2 separate regions of the Drosophila melanogaster genome follow, and region 2 is linked to region 1. The links are chromatin contacts, called in public Hi-C maps. All regions are on one chromosome and are shown on one strand. Each heading gives the region's core, a stretch centred on a gene start, on an enhancer-like site or on the middle of the called end of the contact. The rest is flanking DNA. Distances are from core to core; before and after follow the strand shown. Region 1 holds the start of hep (hemipterous). Region 2 holds the start of REG (Proteasome regulator gamma).

What was found. Hi-C and Micro-C count contacts between places; a contact is called where the count stands out from the background.
Region 2: a contact with region 1 is called in a Hi-C map of the Kc167 cell line, with 4 times the contacts expected there. The contact joins the promoter of REG here to the promoter of hep in region 1. A contact is called at or near these places in 11 of 107 Hi-C or Micro-C datasets (the D17-c3 cell line, the Kc167 cell line, the OSC cell line and 6 more).

The regions. Positions count from the first base shown.
Region 1 is chrX:13,088,407-13,093,173 of dm6, reverse strand. It overlaps hep (hemipterous), which reads left to right and starts at 2,740. Exons shown (of 10, transcript NM_001298253.1): 1 at 2,740-3,815. The coding sequence starts at 3,398. lic (licorne) reads right to left here and starts at 2,029. Exons shown (of 5, transcript NM_057814.4): 1 at 1,633-2,029; 2 at 1,172-1,562; 3 at 953-1,085; 4 at 688-890; 5 at 1-14. The coding sequence starts at 1,691.
Region 2 is chrX:13,209,989-13,214,755 of dm6, reverse strand. REG (Proteasome regulator gamma) reads right to left here and starts at 2,431. Exons shown (of 3, transcript NM_001272573.2): 1 at 2,364-2,431; 2 at 1,798-2,306; 3 at 348-1,600. The coding sequence starts at 2,167. The coding sequence ends at 1,233. It overlaps sno (strawberry notch), which reads left to right and starts at 3,082. Exons shown (of 12, transcript NM_078589.4): 1 at 3,082-3,656. The coding sequence starts at 3,654. It also overlaps a transcript of mew not described here.

The DNA.
Region 1 (4,767 bases), core at 1,491-3,990:
CTGTCCTCAACCACCTAAAAGATAATAAAAAAAAAAATAGGTTCTTAATTACGCACGATGCGAAAACTTGTGGTTTAGATCGGTTACAAAATCCCTCTGATAAAAGCCTCATTCTGTATGTTTATTAATAGTTTTGTTTAGTATTCTGATAACCACAGCAGCTTGGCACATTACTAATGGTTTTTTTTAGAGTTTATTGTACGTGTAAAGTGCTTGAGAACAAGTGGTTATATTTTTAATTAAAATTACTTAATAGTTATTTGTGAGCCCCCAATAAGTTATGTAACGAAAGTTGGTTCTTGACATTAATATTAACAAAATCATTAGCAGGAAATAATAATACTCAGCATTTGCTTCGTATATGATTATGAGTGGCTATAACTACTATTTTTATACTATTTTCGACGGATTATCTGTGAAAAAACATAAGCTCCAATCAAACGTGTCAATTGATTATTAATTATCAAATTTTTAGAAATTCCACCCTTCTTAAAAGCTTTTAGCTACCACAATTGGAAAAATCCAAATGTTCATTACATATATGATAAGATGGAATACATTATCGGATCGGTAGCCTTTGTATAATTAGGACCTAAAATCCCAAATTGACTAAATGACACATATTTTGTCCGGAAAAATCTTGAAGATCCTCTTTGTGACAGTTACCAGCCAGAGGTAGGCACTCACCTGACGCAGTTGCTCAAATGGCGTTCGCCAATTGTCGTATGGGTAGCGGCCCGTGGCCATTTCGATCATGCCGATGCCCAGCGACCAAACATCCGACCTGATGTCGTATTGCGCCGGATTTCCTTGGGGATCGATCCGTTCCGGCGCCATGTACGGCTTGCAACCGGCATCAATGGTTTTGGCAATGGAGTCGACGAGGTAGCCTAAAAGTCAGTCCAATATTAGAATGATTACAGTGGCAAGAAGTCACAGAATGCCAGCCCACCTGAGATGCCAAAGTCACAGATCTTGACCTGGCCGGCCCGATTGATCAGTATGTTCGAGGGCTTGACGTCCCGATGAATGACTTTCAGTTGAGCGTGCAGATAGTGCAGCGCACTGACCACGCTCATGGCAATCTGTAAAGCAAAGGCAGTAGTACGGTAATAGTATAGTGGCGATTGCCCGATAAGATTAGACCCGCCCCCAATCCTCCCCAGCTGACCTTGCCCAGCACGCTTTCCTCCATTCGCAGATCGTGAAGGAAGACCTTCGGATAGAACTTGTCCAGGCTGGTGCTCATCACCTCCATGCAAATCCAGACATCGCCCTCGCGATACATCGCACCATAAAAGTGGACGGTGTAGGGGCAGTCGCTGGATCTCATCGATATGTCCAAATCCATTACAAGGCGGTGCTGTTCTCGAATATTTACGGTCATGGGTATGCGTTTGACGGCCAGGACCGTATCGGTTTGCTTATGGCGCATCTTATCCACGATGCCATAGGCGCCACGGCCCAGATCGCAGATCTTCTCGAGACTATCTGCATCGATGTCAAAGGTCCGGTCGCCAATTTGGATGGTGGCCCGCGAGTCCAGGTTGCGTGGCGGGACTCTAAAAGGATTGCCGAATGTAGTTCAATTCACAATTCGTTTCTGGCCAGGATTTGACCATTTTGACTTACATGGCGGCCTCTGGCTCCTTGGCAATGGTAAAGGGCGTGAGGCGGTGGCGTTTGGACATTTTGGTAGGCCCTTCTATATCCTATATCCTATATGCTATATGCTATATATACCCTCTCCTCTCCACGACTTTCCTTGGTGTTTTCTGGCGGATTCTGCAAGACTTGGCGGTTCGGTGCGAATCGGATGCGATGCGGTGCGGCTATTTTTACCGCATTTGGTCAGGTCAGGATTCGGATGCGGGTCGGTGATATGGGGATCGGATCGGTGTGGATCGTGTGGCCCGGGTTTTGCCGCCCAACCTTTCGCTATTGCCTTTGCTTTCCTTTCCGCACTTTTTGCACTGTTCACCGATCGCTTTTCGCTTCTCTTCTCGTTTTTCTCTCTTTTCCACTAGCGCTGGCCAGCCGCAGTTGGTCCTATCGATATATCCCAACGAGTGCAGCTATAGTATCGTCATACAAATAAATCGAAGTGCCTCGATAATAAATTTGCTTCCACCTGCAACGAATTTAGATAATTAAGTTAGGTATCGATTATATCTATATCTCTTTGTAAGCCTTCTAGAAAGTTGTTCCGTATATTCTTCATACCTATTTTTTAATGTTTGTTTATTTTCTTTAATTTTTTATTTATACATTTATAGACATTTATTTTAAGGGAAAACTTAATAAGTTCTAGCCAAGTGATGCCCATCTTAAGTTGCATTTCGGTATATTTATGATTCTTTTTAGCACTTTGGTCACTCCGTTTTCGATACGTAATGTTGCAAGTTTGACTGAACATATAGAATTCGATGTTTTAGAATTGTACTAAAATAATTTATTATTTTATTAATTAATAAATAGGTAGACCTTATATTATTATTTTAAGTACAAGAACAACGAAGTCTCTCGAATCGACCAATTTGAATTTGAAAAATCTATTATAGTTATATTATATTTGTATGAAATATCCTCTGAAAATTATTCTATCTCGGTAAAATAAAATCCTACATAGTTTTAGATGCCGTTCCTAGTTCGAAAACTGTTTCTGAGGTGCCGATGTTTTGCAAACCATCGATAGGCACGAAAAAAGATATTAAGAATTATCGGCGAAGAACCATCGATGGCTGATGCATCGATGTTTTTTTACATCACTATTGTACACGCGATTTAGGCAGCAAAAACGTACAAAAGCGAGTGATCAAATTGTGCCAGTGATACCGCCGCCCGCGGTCGCGAAACGAATCGATTGCAGAAGTGCGACAAACAGCGCCGCGAAAGGAAAACAACCGATGAAATATTCTCCCAAAAAAGGAGGAAAAAATCGCAAGTTGTTGTTGCCGTTGCTGCTGAAAAAGAAAGAGAGAGAGGGCGCTGCGTGTATGCCTGTGTGTGTGCGTGTGTGGGGGTGAGGATGTCTCTCTCTAATGCACAGTGACTGTGTTTTCCTTTTTTCGATTTTGTTTTTGTGCCCCCCCTTGGCAAACAACAAAAGTCCAAGCAATCCTTTATTTTTGCAAGTGTAAAGTTTACAGTGTATGTGTGCCGCCGAACAACAACAACATCAGCGACAAAACAAACAGGGCGCACAGCAAAACAATTCACACACACACGCACCCTCCCCCGCCTGCGCGCGCTTGTGTGTGTGTGAGAGAGAGGGAGTGAGTGAGAGGAAAATCGAAGAAGTGCTGGCCAAAAAACGGCGAAAAAAATTTAATAAATACCAAAATCCAACGATACTAGCAACTAACTATAAAAAATCGAACCAAATCGACTCGATATAATGTCCACCATTGAGTTCGAAACGATCGGCAGTCGGCTGCAATCCTTGGAGGCAAAGCTCCAGGCGCAGAATGAGTCCCACGACCAGATCGTCCTCTCCGGTGCGCGCGGCCCTGTCGTTTCCGGTTCCGTTCCATCTGCCCGCGTCCCGCCCCTGGCGACATCCGCATCCGCAGCCACATCCGCCACCCACGCACCTTCCTTGGGCGCAGGTTCCGTTTCCGGATCGGGTATCAGCATAGCCCAGCGTCCAGCACCTCCAGTTCCTCATGCGACGCCCTTCGGCAGCGCCAGCGCCTCGTCATCATCCTCATCCGCATCCGCATTTGCATCCGCAGCACCGGCGACGGGCACCTTCGGTGGAACATACACCCCGCCGACAACTAGAGTGTCGCGAGCCACGCCCACACTGCCCATGCGTAAGTCCTCTTTTCGTTAACTTCCTACTAAATCTTTAATATATAAAATTAATTGGGATCAACTAGAAAAACACTGTAGTTACCTGAATCTTTGAAAATCGTTGAAGAAAAATATAACAAAATATAATGTCACAACTAAACTCCATGTACCAGGGAATACTCTAAACCGCTATCTAAAAATGATAGCTTATCAAACTGCGTACTGTAACTCAAAATTTTCCAACGAGACTTTCCCGATTCGAATATTCGATAATTCTCTACTTTCGAAAGTAAATCGTTGTCGAAAAACAGTTTTGGCCGCCAAAAACGTGGTAAAACTTTCCAAGTAAATTTCCAAACGCACAAACAACATTTTTGATATTAATTCGCAGAAAGATCAATGTTTTATCGATCGAACATTAGACAGGTGAAATCTTTATTGATCCTCTGTGACAGGTGTGGATTTAAGCCAACATTTCTCTGACCGCAACTGTAGACAGTTTGTTAAGTGGTAATAAAAGTGGGCTGAGAAAAATCGTGATCCCCAAAAATGGTCACCAAAAATCTATATATACCGTACCGCCAACCGCAAGCCACAAAACCATCTTTTGTCCGCATTTGTGTAAATATTTTGTTAATAAATTGTCATTGCCCAATAAGCTGTGTATGTGCGCGTGTGTGTGTGTACATACATGTATGTGTGCTTAAATTGTGATAAGAGAAGTGCTCTTTTCTTGGCTTTTCCCATTGCTATTGCCATTGGGTTTACTTTGGAGCATTTGGATGCCGCCAACAAAGGGCAAACGCTATCGATTCCCCGACTGCATAACAGCTGCTCATAATCCCCCATTCCAGCACCTCAGCAGCGCCCCGTCAACCCCGTAGCTCTGCCGCTTTTCCCCCCCTCCGATTTCCCGTTCTGTTTTTCCGATTGCATAGATAAGACAGGCCAAGTGCGAACACCAAAAGCGTA
Region 2 (4,767 bases), core at 1,182-3,681, 120 kb before region 1:
GTCCAATTTACCGGACACGAGTTAGGATCAAAAGAAAATAATTAAATAAAAAAAAAAGAAATCGAAAGTATTAGCACTAACTTAATGCATTACTATAAATAATCCACGCAACTAAATTTAGCACACACCAGCAAGAATATTCTTATTTTGTTTGTTTTCCGTCAGCTATTCTAAGTGATAGTTTTTAAAATTGTGAGAAAAAAACTAGAGATGTTAGTTTTTTATGTATGTTTTTGTATGTATGGGGTCGAGATGTAGTTAAATTAGTTGTAAATATAAATTCGATAGTACTAGCTGTAAATAGTAATTATGTTCTTGATTTATTCAATATACACTTCCTTTTTTTTAAACCATTTGGTGTTTTGAATTTTCTGTTTGGCGGGCGTTTGAAGCGAACATGTTCGAACCGAAGTGCCGTAGCAGGCAGCTATAGCATTGCAGCTGTCTGGCAAACACACTTAAAGAAATTGTGCATATATACAGAATTGGTAGATTTGGTAAGCAATATTTAATTCTTGTTTTTTTTTCCAGTTTTAAACAAATATCGAACGCAAAAGAATTTACTATGTGACATTTTGGCGGGCATTTTTAATTCATAGTAACGTTAAGAATTTTCTGAACTGTTAAATCAGAAGGTTGTCTTTTTCGATTGGCCGCATCGAATGCAATAATTTCCACCTTATTAAATGTCTGGGCGCCTGTTTCGATTTTGCGATAGATATCAATCCCCAAAGTAGAACCCATAGTCAATACGTAAAACAAGAAAACAAGCACAGTGTTACCTATTCGGAGCGAATTACTTATAAAGATTTATATTTCACACATTTTTAAGGACATTTTCCGTATGAGGGGCGCCCGTGTTATAAATTTACATTAGGAAATGTTGAAAAAATGTGTCAATGGAGCTCGCCTATTCTTTTTATGCATAGCTATAGCTATTAGTGGAATCTATACAGCATCGGTTTCTTGTATTGTACGCCAATCTCAACATTACATTCTAGACGTAGTACAAATGGATTAATAGTTGATGGTAGTTAGGCTACAGCTATTGTTCAATCACTGCTCTTCAATTAAAGAATTTTGATGTTTGTAAACCGAATTGGAAAATCTTAGCTTTTTGAGTAGCGACAAGAATTGCTGACCGTCCGCTCTACGGGCTGATTATTGATTGAAAAGTAAGATGATGGAAAGGAAAAAAAAAAGTTGAGGCTCGGGCTTCGGAAATACCTAGCCTAATACAGGCTTTCGGTATTTGAGGAGCGCGGCTTCTTTAGCTTCTCGAGGTTCTTAATAACAATGTCGTGCAGCGAGGAGTAGCGATTGCGGACCTCACAAACGACCAGCCACAAGCTGAGGTACTCCTTCTCGTCAAGTTCGACGACTGCGCGCCGATAATCATCGATGTGCGGATACTTGGCCACCTTGGACACCACCTTGGCGCGCGACAAGAAATAGCGCGATATCTGGTCAAAGAAGGCGGCCGCCTCGGATTCCACAGTTTGAATTTCGGCAAGCGTGTCCTCTTGAATGGAGACGCCAAAGTTGTTGCCATCCTCGATCTTGGGTATCATAAAGGAGATCCACATCTTAAGTAGATTGGCTGCAAAAGAAATCAATTCAGAAATTACTAGGTATTCATTAAAAAGCTTAATGTCAGGCAAAACTTTAGCTACTGGCATTTGTACCGTTCGAATGTAAAAATTCTTGGAATTCATTGTTTTAGGAAAATTGAAGGGGCTCTTGAATAGCATAAAAACATTTATTAGGTTGAGACGCTTGAATATACGGTGTACTTACAATCCTCCACAAGCTTCCTGATGATAGGCTTGACGACCTTGATCATCTCGCAGAGCGGCTTGTTGCACGGCACTGTACCGGCGGGCAGACCCATGACAGGCTGCCCAGAGACGATGACATCCACGCGCTGGCGCTTGGTGGGCAGACTGTCACGATCCTCCAACTCGTTTTTAACCAGGAGAGGCGGCAGGACCGGGATGTTGAGGTCCTGGTGCACTTCTTCGAAGTTGCGCTCGTTGAAGATCGGCGTGGCCAGCAGCTCGTTCAGCCGGACGATATTCTCCGGGAACCCCTTGGTGATTAGCAGCTCTGCCTTGAGGATCAACGAGTCCTTGTACTCCTGCACCTTTACCACAGTGTCGTTAGGCATTTCGTTAGCTATGTGGATTCCTTTTCGTGTCCGTGGAAGCCTTTGATCCTGAGTCCTGTCTCCTGGCGTAGTACCGGTTCTTCTCGTTCCTTATCTTCTCAATAACAATCAGCAACGCGGACCGTCTGAAATCGGCGGACTTTTAGGGACTTGTGTCGGCGGATTGCGAAATTGAAAGCGGGAAAACCAGACTTACCGACAAATTTTGATGCCCAAGCAACAACACGCATGTGGTGCTAGAGGTGGAAGAAAAAGAATAATCGATGCTTATCGATAGCGTCGAAGTTTGCAGAAATTTTGCAAATTAATACCCCACAAGTATCTTAAATATCTTGAATGTCAATATATATTTTTTCTATACTTTTTTTAGATTGAAAGTCTTCTAATTACTTTCAGTTTCATAAACAAATTAGCTGAACATTAAAGTTGGCAAAACATATTTAAATGCATTAATGTACATTGCAGTTGGCATCATTTATTTAAATGCAACAGCTGAAGCTCGCTTCTCATTTACCATGTTAAACTTGCATATACTTTGTTGTAACGTGATTAGAATTTAACGGATATATATCATGAAATATAAAGAAATAAGACGCGCGCCATTTATCGATAGTCTTGTGTGCACCGCGTGCCAGACCGATAGATTTGTTTAAATACCAAGTAAGTTTATTATGTCTCCCTTTGTGCAATTTAAAATGTTTTCATTTAAATATCTATATTTTTAAAATATTTTCCATATATATATATTATAAGTAATATTAAGCTATTAATATTTTTAGAGCAAACACGCTATAAATAAGTGTGCCCAAATATAAGTTTTAGTATACATCGGCATTCTTATCAATAATCGTCAAACTGACGTTTTCTCGCTTCACCATTATCGATTCTCATCGATGTTTTTCCAGCTCTATCTAGTTGGCATCTCGTTAGTTGCGATAGTTGGCATGTTACGTGTGTTTTCGGCTTCGTCGCTTCATTCTCGTCTCGTTCTCGTTTCCTTCCTCCTTTATTCCGATTCCTCGTTTTGCGTGTATTGCGCGGTACAACGCATACGAACAAATTTATCCGAAGCGAAATACCGCGTGCAGCAACAAAAGAAAAACACACTCAACAACAACAACACACACGCATGCACACACGCATGCAGTCATTATCGCAACACCAATAACAACAGGAAGAACAACAACAACAAAAACATTTCTAACGCGCTGAAAATTGCGGAGTCCAGCCTTTTATATTTGCTGCATTTGCTATCTAACTTGCCGCACAATTGTTCTGTTCCGTTGACAGCATCAAAAACGCATTGTTAAAAAGAAATTAATATATAAATTTTAAACAAAACACAAAAAAAAACCAAGAAAAGAACGAAAAACGCGTGGGTGCGCGGTCTGTTGATTTTTTTTTTGTGGTTAACAACAACAACAAGAACCATCGGAGGGACGAACATCAAGAACAACCACCGTTAGCAGTAAGCAGGAGAATCAAAATGGTAAGTTTAAGTTAGCTGGCTTTTTTGTTGTTGCCGTCAATAGCATGACTTAATATAAATTTCTTTGTTGCTAAATTTTGACACACTCACATTTACCCACACACACATGCATAAAACAAAAACAAAGCGGCTGCAGAAGCTGATGAAGGAGAATAATAATGAGAAGAAGGAGCAGTAGCCAACTCATTCAATAATTGTTGTTTCTCCTTTTCTTGCGCCTTTCGCTCTTTCCTCGTCCACCCATTTTGTTGTTGTTGCTGTTTTTTTTATCTGCAATTGTTTTCTTCTGTAATTTCTAAGGATGCATTTTATATCGCAGATTCGCGTGGCCTGGAACCATGTGTTTTTCTCTCCCTCTCATACTCCCTCTTAGCGCTCGCCCCTCTCTTTCGTGCACACACGCTGAGTTTAGTTTTGGCGTTTTTTCCCCCGCACACGAGTTAAACGAATTCAGTCGACAAAAGTTGCGCTAGGTTAGGGTTAAGGCCATGCGACTCAGGGGCAACATGTGGGTTAAGACCATGGGCGGGGTATGGGGCTATGGGTCTATGGTGCATCATTGAATTGAGGATGACAACTATTTTTCAGGGGGCGGCATCGTTTTGAATGTTATCAAAACTATGACCATACAATTTCTATTTCTACAAATGTAATTTAAATTATATAGTCCGTAATAGTGTTGCTAATCTATTCAAAGAATCATTTTTTATAAAATATGTTAATAATATTTATTTGTATCATCAATTACTGGAAATTTGATATACTTATGCCAGCTTTTGACTACTCAAGTGTTTTACAAGTACCGCAGCTTTACAGTGATTGATTTGTGAAATGCTTATGCTTTTGTTTACGTGCAAAGAAAATAACTTTAATTCCTCTCAAAATGCACATATTTGTTATCTAAATTATCCTTATCCCTATGATATAATAATACGATTCACAATTTGTTTTCTTGATAAAGAAATAGATTTGATTATCGTTTATTTACCCGGATTTATTCGTTATTATTCCAAGTTTTTTTTTCCTCACACTTGTTGCTCGGCATGAGCGACGGAACCCCTGGCAGAGACTCAAACCACTCACGCAAAAGTTCGATAGAATCCCCGCTAAG